Linked DNA regions of Oryctolagus cuniculus: region 2 is linked to region 1. The links are chromatin contacts, called in public Micro-C maps. All regions are on one chromosome and are shown on one strand. Each heading gives the region's core, a stretch centred on a gene start, on an enhancer-like site or on the middle of the called end of the contact. The rest is flanking DNA. Distances are from core to core; before and after follow the strand shown.

Region 1 (4,904 bases), core at 804-3,303:
CGAGAGGCCTGCTCACCTTGAACACTTCCCCGTAGGTGCCGCCACCCAGCCGCTGAAGCAGGTCGTAGTGGTCCCGGGGGTCCCTGTTGAAGATGTCGGGGTCCGCGAGGTCCATCCCTGGGGGCTGGAGCTGGGCCTGTGCCCAGGGGCCAGCGGGGCCTCAGGGCTCCAGCTCTGGCACCTCCCTCCCTCCCTCCCTCCCTCCCTTCCCCACAAGCCCTGCACCGCCTCGCCTCCTCTCTGTGGGCTGTGGCCTCCCCCTTCCCCACTCTCGCTTCCTGTCCCAGCTGCAGGCCTGGGCAAACGGCTCCACCCCTGTCCCCTGGGCTCCGAAAGCCAGTGAGGAGCAGCTTGCCTCGGGACCCAGGGGACCCCCCTACGCCCCCAAGGCCGGGGGCTGGATGTAAATGAGATGCAAATAGCCTTAATTGTAACCTGGGGAGGGGAGCGCCCTAGCACCCCCTCTCCCCCCCTCCTCCAGTCCTGGGCTGCTGGAGGGTGTCTGGGGCTACTAGCCATGGGTGCTTACACTCGGAAGTGGCAGGTCTGCGCAGGGACGGCCGTGCAGCCTGCACACCTGTTCCCTAGGACACATCCGTGTGCCCAGAGTTTTGCAGAGGCCTAACCATGTGCATGCCTGGGTATCTGTGTACACGTGGAGTTACCCAGAGCGCACACTCCACGTATGTGGCCATGCATGTGTACCCGCGTGTGTAGTGTACAGTCTTGACACAAATAACTCAATGCGGCACACAGGGGGGTCTAAGCCTTCAGCCAGGGGGCGGAGGCTAGGAACCTTTTACCCCAGCCTCTGCCCAGCAGAGCGCACGGCTTCGTGGACCCCTATTCCCCTGTGGCTGGAGCTGGGACGGAGGGTGGGGACCACAGTTCAAAACTTGAAACGGAGAAGCTCGGGATCCTGTCTCAGGAGCCCAGGATGGTCGGGACTCGGCCGCGGCCCAAAAAAAAAAAAAGGCGGCTCCGTGCCTTCCCGCACAGTTCATTGGGTTCACGGCCGCGCGCAATACGACGTGCACGCACGCCGGCAGGGCTCGGCCTCTTCCTGGCGCCTTCGTGCGCGCGCGCGCGCGTCCCCGGGCCCGAAGCGGGACCTGCGAGGCCCGGGAAAAGCTCAGCCCCGCCTCCTCGCTCCCACGACGGCGGCTGCGCCCTGGGTCACACTGAGCTTTTTCTCTCGCGGTCGGTCCAGCTCGGGCGGAGCAAACGCGCAGGCGCCAATTACGCCTGCGGGGCGGGGGCGGATCACGTGTCAGCCGGAAAGCGTGGCCGCCGCCGCTTGCGCCTTCCGCCTCGGCGCGCCCGGCGGTGCCGAGCCGCGTACGTCGTTTCCGTTTCCGCTACGTCTTTCCTCTTCCGGCCTTGGGAGACCTGGTGCGGGCTGCTTGCGGAAGGCGGCGGGAGCCATGGCGATGTTTGAGCAGATGAGAGCGAACGTGGGCAAGTTGCTCAAGGGTATCGACAGGTCTGAGCCCGGTCAGGCGGAGCGCTCTGGCCACGCGGAATGGAGGAGCAAAGGGTGGCTCGTGGGGAGGGCATTCCCGGAGGGAGTGGCGTTTTTGGAAAACAGCGCAGGGCAGCCGGGGGCGAGCCGAGCCCCCCACTCGGCCGCCTCTTTAATTGCCTTGAGACTGACAGTAGGCAATGCTAGGAGCCAGATGGGACCGAGACTCCCGCAGGCGGTTTCCCTGGACTGAGTTCCCATTCCGAAGGGGAGAGCAACCCAGCCACACGTAGGAGTGGGCTGGAGCGGGCAGAGCTGTGCCGGGGGGAGCTGGGTAGTGAGGCGGGGAGGAAGCCACGTGTGTACCGCGGCACTGGCTGGCTGCGAACTTGGGGAGGCATCCCAGGCAAGACCCGGGACTCTGGTGGGCTTGGGGACCCCGATTTTATGAGAGGTTATAGGGCCGATCCTTTACCTGGGCAGTGGCAAGGAGGGAGGGAGAAGCAGGTTAGGGTGGCCCCCAGCCCCACCAAGGGATGCCTCCGTCTCTGCTCATCTCGAGTCTCTGCTAGGTACAATCCCGAGAACCTGGCCACGCTGGAGCGCTACGTGGAGACGCAGGCCAAGGAGAACGCCTATGACCTGGAAGCCAACCTGGCTGTCCTGAAACTGTGAGTGTCTGGCCCGGTCCCCACCCCCACGTCAGCAGCTAGCAGCCTGCTGTTCCCTGCACGGGGGTGGGGTGGGTGGGTGAGAAGTGGGTAGCTGGGTGTAGCCTGTGGGTTCTCTGGCTGTATGACACCAGGGAGACCAGGGAAGTAGGGGCGGGAGGAGGGAGGAATTTTAAAAAATTAATTACAGGGGCCAGTGTTGTGACATAGCAGGTTAAGTCTCCATCTGTGACGTCAGTGTCCCATATGGGTGCTGGTTTGAGTCCTGGCTGCTCCACTTCTGATCCAGCTCCTTGCTAATGCGCCTGGGGAAGCCGTGGAAGATGGCCCAGGTGCGTGGGCCCTTGCATCCGTGTGGGAGACCCGGATGGAGTTCCAGGCTCCTGGCTATTGCGGCTATGTAGGGAGAGAACTAGCAAATGAAAGGCCTCTGTGTGTGTGTCTCTCCCTCTCTGGAACTCTGCCTTTCAAATACATTTTTTTAGAAAATACAAATGTGTGAGTAGGGTAGTACATGAAACTGATAAGGAGATACAGCTTAAGCGAGCCCCCATGTGCATGGCATCTATGTCCTGAGGTCGTGGCCTGGCCTTGAACTTGTTCACAGACGTGTGCATCCTGCTTCAGCCCTGGGTCTGTGAGATCAGTACACTGTGCGTTGTTCAGGTTTGGTTTTGTTCTGACCTATTTAAGGGGCCGAGAGATGGGGCTGCTTCCCACTGGTTCACTCCCAGATCCCCCTGGCACCTGGGGCTGTGCTAAAGCCAGCAACCCAGTGTAGGTCTTCCCGGCGGAAGGCGGGGACCCGGTCACTTGAGCTGTCACTGCTGCTTCCCAGGGTCAGGAGCTGGAGACGGGCACCAAACCCAGGCACTCGGCCGTGGGGAGGGTGAGCCCTCCCCCAGGCTGTGTATTTATTTTTATTTTGTGGCTGTCCTTGGTGAGCACTGGTCACTGTGTGACTCTGTCTTAATTCGCTGTGGGTGGACCTCGGGTTTCTTCCCTCTCGCGTGCTCTCTGACCCACGATCAGCTGTGTGGTGTTGGCAGGTTACGTAGCCCTGGTGGTGGTATTTGTACAGTGGGGCTTTGCGTCTGCGCGGGAGAGCAGGTTGTTACTGGCGAGCACCAGTATCGGCTGTTACCCACGCGCTGGCCACTGTGCTGCCAGCATCATGTGACTCAGCTGGTCACCGCATCCCATCCCTCCTGTGAGGGAGATGCGGGTGTCGTTCTCCCTCCCCCTCCCCCTCCCCCTCTCTCTCCCCCTCCCTTTCCCTCCCTCTCTTTGTGGAAAGGCAAAGTGACAGAGGAGGAGAGACAGAAAGGGAGAGAGATCTTCTGTCCGCTGGTTCCCCCAAATGGCTGCAACAGCCAGGGCTGGGCTGGGTCAGGCCATAGCCAGGAGCTTCTTCTGGGTCCCCCATGTGGGTGCAGAGGCCCAAGCACTTGGGCCATCTTCTGCTTACCCAGGCGCATTCGCAGAGAGCTGGGTGGAGCAGCCAGGTCTTGAACCAGCACCCATATGGGATGACGGTGTTGCAGGTGGTGGCTTTACCCGCTATGTCACCACGTCGGCCCCTGTTCTTTGCTGAGACTTGAAAACAAGCCATCCACGGTTGCTCCGCAGGGAGTTTTAAACCTAGGCAGGCTGCTCCAGAGCCTGAGCCACTCCCCAGACGGCTCCTAGACTCACCTGTTGGCGAGTCTCTTGGCACTATCTGCCCTTCTGGGTGGTTTTGAGGTCAAACCATCCCCGTCTACAGAGCAGAAAGCAGGGAATTGGGAGGTTAAGGTGATGTAGCCAGAAAGTGTCGTTGTGGGGACCGGAGCCCCGGCCTGGCCAGCTCCCAGGCTGCAGAGCACAGCAGTGGGCCACGTGCCGGTGGAGGTGGCCCCGTTCCATGTGTCTTGTCTCCCTGCCCAGGTACCAGTTCAACCCAGCCTTCTTTCAGACCACGGTCACAGCCCAGATCCTGCTGAAGGCCCTCACCAACCTGCCCCACACAGACTTCACGCTGTGCAAGTGCATGATCGACCAGGCTCACGTATCCTCCCGTGTGTCTGCTGTGGGCCTGGGCCCTGCCCTCTTGGAGGGCCAGGGCAGGGCGATCCAGGCGCAGGGAACCCAAGAGGCCGCAGCTGTCTCGGACAGCACAGCGAGTCGGGCACGGGAATGCCAGGGATTTCCAAGTGGAACGTGGCCAGGTCTCGAGGACACTGGGGAGCCCTGGGAAGCGTTAGCCGCAGGGCGCTGGGAGTGGCCCCGTGCTTCGGAAAGGAGCCCCAGTGGTGCCAGCAGAGGGAGCCCTGGGTAAGGGACCAGGACAGGGCAGGAGGGCCCAGTGCCTCCAGCTATGGCCTGGCCGCTCCCCGCCGGCGCCTCACAAGGTGGGCGGGCCCTCGTGCTGGCCGGCAACATGGCTGCCTGTGCTGTCGGGGCCGAGCCGAGGAAGGGCCGGTGGCTCACGGAGCCTGCTCTGCCGCCTGTGTCCGTCTCCGGGAGTTTGTCCTTGCTTTGTAGGAGCGGGAGCGTGGGTCACAGTTTAAGATGCAAAAGAGAAAACAGTGGAAACTAAGACTCTCCCGCCTGCCCTGCCCCCCATCCCTTCCACCACAGCACGGCTGTGATTCCTGGGGCCTTTTCCACGACCTCTGCACGGTAGACAGGCGAGGGGCTTTCGGGGAGCTGGTGATGCGGATTAGGAGCTGCATGGGGTTCCGAGTCCCTTGCGCTGGCGTTCTCTCTGTATTCCATTCTCCCACGACGCT
Region 2 (4,899 bases), core at 487-2,986, 150 kb before region 1:
CAGATTAAGGGCAGACTGTTCCAGAGGAGTGCATTCTGGCCATTTTTCTTCTCTGAGGTCCCTAGCCCACTGCCAGCTCCCAGGGGGAATTACCTGGGAACTACTGGGGACCCTGATGGAGGTAGGAACAGCTTAGACCTGGAACAATGATATTTAACAACAGTAGAAGCAAAGACAGCAGCAATAACAGTGGGTCTGGGGTTTAAAATGCATCAAATCTGGGGTTTAAAAAATGTTTATCGGGGCTGGCACCATGGCTCACTTGGTTAATCCTCCACCTGTGGTGCTGGCATCCCGTATGGGTGTTGGTTCTAATCCTGGCTGCTCCTCTTCCAGTCCAGCTCTCTGCTGTGGCAGTGGAGGATGGCCCAGGTGCTTGGGCCCTGCACCTGCATGGGAGACCAGGAGGAAGCACCTGGCTCCTGGCTTTGGATCGGCACGGCACTGTCCGTAGTGGCTATTTGAGGGTGAAAAAAACGGAAGGAAGACTTTTCTGTCTCTCTCTCACTGTCTATAACGCTGTCAAATTAAAAAAAAAAGTTTATCCACTTGAAATGCAAAGTGACACACAGGGACCCATCTTCCCTTCCCAAATGTCCCCAATAGCCAAGATTGGGCCAGCCCTAAGCTAGGAGCCCAGACCTCCATCTGGGGTTTCCATGTGGGTGGCGGGGGCCCCAAACACTGGAGCCATCACTGCTGCCTCCTAGGAGGAACTGGCAGGGAGCTGGGTCAGAAGTGGAGTAGCCAGGACTGGAACCAACGCTCACATGGAACGCCTGTGTCGAAAGTGGCTGTTCTTAAATGAGTATCCCCTATAGCCTGCCAAGCACTTTTTCTTTTAAGATTTATGTATTTATTTGAAAGGCAGAGTTACAGAGAGGCAGAGACAGAGAGAGATCATCCATCTGCTGGTTCATCTCCAAAAGGCCACAACGCCCGGAGCTGAGCCGATCCGAAGCCAGGATCTTCTTCCGGGTCTCCCACGTGGGCGCAGGGGCCCAAGGACTTGGGCCATCCTCTCTACTGCTATCCCAGGTCATAGCAGAGAGCTGGGTCCGAAGTGGAACAGTCGGGATTAGACCCAGCGCTCATATGGGATGCCGGCACTGCAGGTGGCAGCTTAGCCCACTAAGCCGCAGCTCCGGCCCCCAAGCGCTTTTTCTACACAGGACTCTAACCTGCACAGGGAACACTAAGAGGGGACACTATTGTTACTCAGATGGGAAGCAAACTGGCAGGAACCTGGTGGTGGTGGAGTAAAACCCTCCCCGTGTGCCTGATCCTGCTCTCCTCATCACATCGGCCCCCTCCCTCCAGGGCCCACTGTAGTCCATCAGGAGGACCTGGTTTTGGTGGGGGAGGCGCGTGCAGGATCAGCCGGGACTCCTAGCTCCCTTAGATCCCCAAGCCTAAGAAGGAGAGGAAGAAACAAGTTTCTGGATTTGGGGCGGAGCTGGATGATCAACACTAGGTCTAAGGTGCTTTAAGAACAAAGGGCAGCCAGGGAGGCTGAAGAAAGACTCGGTAGACACCTCCCAGCCTACTCCAACTGCCCTGAACGCACGCGCTAGAATTTACAGCCCCGGGTGTGTGTGGGGGGTGGCGGTCTCAGAAGCCGCGCAGGTTACCCCCGAGGGCGGCACGGGGGCGGGCTCTGCATCCTCCTGCACCAATCGGACCGTCGAAGCCCCTCCGTGAGAAGCGGGTGATTGGTCGGGTGGCGCAACGCTACGCCGCCGGGGGCGCTGCGCTCCTGGGGCGGAGCCGGCCACCGGCCGCCAGGGGGCGCGCGCTGGGCACCGAGGCTCCGCGCTCATGGAGGGGGCAGAGGCGGAAGCGCGAGAGGGGGCCGCGGTGGCCCGTGACCTGCTGACCCTCGGGTAAGGGGCTGCGCGGCGTGGCCGGGGCGTGCAGGAAGCGCAGGCTTTGCCTCTAGGACGCGGACGGGGAGGGATTCTCCTTGACGCGCTGCCCTCGGTCTCGCCTCAGGTATGAGGGTTTCCCGGAGGCGGCGTCGCGGGGCACCTCGTGCCCAGCCTTCAGGGCCCTGTGCGCGCGGCTGGCGGCGGAGCTGGTCACTCTGGGCGCCCTGGAGCAGCGGCAAGAGGACGCCAGCGGCGGTGCGTGCAGGGCCGGGGCCGGGGGCGGGTCCCGCAGCCGCCGCCCCCGCGCCTGACGCCGCCCGCCTCCTGCAGGCCCGGGCGCGGAGGCGGCGTTCGTGCGGCGGTTGGCCGGCGTGCTGCGGGAGCTGCACTGCCCGGATCGCGCGCTCTGCGGCGGGGACGGCGAGACCGCGCTGCGGGAGCCCGGCGCTGGCCTGCGCCTGCTGCGTGAGTCTCCCGCAGCCCCGCGATGCGGAAGTGGGCGAGGCTGCGGCCGCCCAGGCGGGTGGAGTCAGGATGGGGCGGGCGGAGGGCTGGGTTTAGAGTTGGCCACGTGAGGTCGTGGACGCCACGTGGGTGGGACCAGAAGGTGCGAGGTGGGAGACTTGGTAGCCTGCGGGGCTTTTTGATTCTGGGGGGTGGAGTCGCAGCCCTCCTCCATTGCATTTTCCTTGTAGGCTTCCTCTGCTCCGAACTCCAGGCCGCCCGCCTCCTGCGTCTGCGCCCGCAGCGGGACTCCAGGCCAGTGCTGGCTTTCGGGGAAGGGACAGAGGAAGGGGCTGGCCCGGCCCACGAACTGGTCCTCACCCTGCGAGCCCTGGGGCTGCCTAGACCCGTGCGGGGGACTCCTGCCAGCCAGCTGCTACAGGAGTTGCATGCCAAGGTAGGGCCAGGGTCTTCTCCCCACCCAGGCCACCCTTCCTTGGAGGAGAGAGTCTTGTCCCCCAAAGCGACACTGGCAGGCATGTCCCAGCCACAGGGGTGTTTTTCTGGAGCTGCGTCCACCATTCTTGCTTCTGTGGCACGGGTCGCCGGGGCCCAGACGCTTCCGTCCTGTTTCTGTTCCGATGGGCCTCTGCCTTCTTCCATCAGATCTCGGAGCTGCTGCCTTCCCTGCCGCCAGGGTTCATGCGGCCGCTCCTCCACCACCCGCTGGATGCGCCCAGATGGGTGAGACTGGGTCTGGCTGTGTGTGAAGGCTGCCCTGGCCCAGAGACCCCTGCGTGACGGAAACCGTTCTCCTAGGAAGCGCTGGAGTCCCTGTCCCAGAGCCTGACGGAGCAGTACCGCTGCCGCCGCTGCCTCCTGCTGAAGCGCCTTGACCTCACCACGTCTGCTTTCCACTGGAGTGAGCGGGCAGAGGTGCAGGCCCTGGCCCTCGGCCGGAGCGGGCAGCTCCATGGGGGGGGGGGCACAGTCGCAGGGTGGAAGAGTGGGGGCCGGGCCAGTTACCCCCTTGCAGGTTCTGAGGCCTGAGCCCTTGTAGAATCTCCTGGCCCCCAGGGTATGCCAGGATTCCCAGCCGGGCGCCCCGAGCGGCCTCAGACCTGAACCCCTTGTTTGGGACTGTGGGCAGTGAGGGGGCGTTGGCTGGTGCTGTGTTGCTAGGACGAAGCGGCCAGGACTGGGTACTTTAAAAGCGAAAGAGGTTGATTCTGGCTCGCAGGTTTGGAGGCTGAGAGGCCAGGTGAGAGGCAGGGTTCTTGGGCATGTCCTGCGTGTGCCTCTCTCCCAGGCCCAGGGGGAGGCCATGAAGGCAGTGCTGATCCCAATCCGAGAGGTCCTGACGCCAGAATCCGACGTCTCCATTGCACACGTCCTGGCTGCCCGTGCTGACCTGTCTCGCCTGGTGCCCGCCACCAGTGCAGCTGCCCGCCGCGGGACCTGCTGTGCCGTCAACAAGGTGGGCACCTGGGCTGGGAGAGGGCCTGGCTTTGGTCTTCACGTCGGCCGTTCAGCCTCTCTGTTGGTCTAGGCTTGTCCTCCCCTGCTGGGTTCTTGCCCCCTGGACTCACCCTCTTCACATGGTGGTTAGAAGGATGCTTCTCACCGAAAAACCTGGCCATGAACTTCCCTAGCTCAGAACCCCTCCCCGGTTCCCCACTGCTTTTCCCTGAGCCCCTGCCTGCCTCTGTAGCTTGGGCTTAAAATCTTTCTTCATCACCTCACCTTACATGTATTGCATTGGTTTATTTATTTATTTTGAAAGGCAGAGTCAGAGAGAGAGGGAGAGACAGATCTTCCATCCCCTGGCTCATGCCCCAGATGGCCACAATGGCCAAGGCTGGGTCAGGCTGAAGCCAGGAGCCAGGAGCTTCATCCAGGTCTCCCACATGGTGGCAGGGGCCCAGACACTTGGGCTACATTCTGCTTTTCCCAAGCATTTAGCATGGTGTTGGAGCAGAAGTGGGGCGGCCAGGACTCGAACCCATGCCCATGTGGGCTGCTGGCATCACAGGTGGCAGCTTTACCTGCTACGCCCCGATGCCAGCTCCTGCGTTGCTTTTTAAGCAATAAAAAGAAGCAAACAGAAATGCCGTCTGTTTAAATGACTAAATGACTAAGTACCTAGTCTCATACCTCTCTAAGTCATCTCAAACCTGTGATACACAAACGATGGATAATTAGAAGAAAGAAATCACCAGTTTGCTGGAAATGTTATACAGAGCTCCGTATGTGAAGCCAACAAAGCTGAGGTGCACTCGTAGATACCGGGGTGGGGAGGAGGCTTGGCGTTCCGCCGTCACCCTCCGCTTTATCTCCCTTTGCTGAGGCCTTTAGGACCCCCCGGTATCTCCCACCGACGCAGTCCCTCCTCCCGCAAAGCCGGAGCCGCGTGGTCAACATCTGCCCCTGCCTCCTTCTGCCTGCAGCTCTTCCCTTGGCTCGCCGGGCTCCTGTCCGTGGGCCCCCCTCCCCCAGCCCTGTGCTTTTATTTTTCCCTCTGAAACTCAAGTGTGATCCTCTTCAGGTGCTTATGGGCGACGTGCCAGACCGGGGGGGCCGCCCAAAC

The links. Hi-C and Micro-C count contacts between places; a contact is called where the count stands out from the background.
Region 2: a contact with region 1 is called in a Micro-C map of ear pinna, with 2.7 times the contacts expected there. The contact joins the promoter of FAM98C here to the promoter of MAP4K1 in region 1. A contact is called at or near these places in 2 of 6 Hi-C or Micro-C datasets (ear pinna and an unstated tissue).

What each region holds. Positions count from the first base shown.
Region 1 is chr18:16,064,038-16,068,941 of mOryCun1.1, reverse strand. MAP4K1 (mitogen-activated protein kinase kinase kinase kinase 1) reads right to left here and starts at 2,053. Exons shown (of 32, transcript XM_051847122.2): 1 at 1,938-2,053; 2 at 17-83. It overlaps EIF3K (eukaryotic translation initiation factor 3 subunit K), which reads left to right and starts at 637. Exons shown (of 8, transcript XM_002711501.5): 1 at 637-1,483; 2 at 2,035-2,133; 3 at 4,060-4,180. The coding sequence starts at 744.
Region 2 is chr18:16,210,326-16,215,224 of mOryCun1.1, reverse strand. FAM98C (family with sequence similarity 98 member C) reads left to right here and starts at 1,736. Exons shown (of 7, transcript XM_051846712.2): 1 at 1,736-1,883; 2 at 1,993-2,123; 3 at 2,564-2,769; 4 at 2,979-3,056; 5 at 3,132-3,248; 6 at 3,622-3,789; 7 at 4,858-4,899. The coding sequence starts at 1,819. RASGRP4 (RAS guanyl releasing protein 4) reads right to left here. Exons shown (of 16, transcript XM_051846707.2): 16 at 3,295-4,899.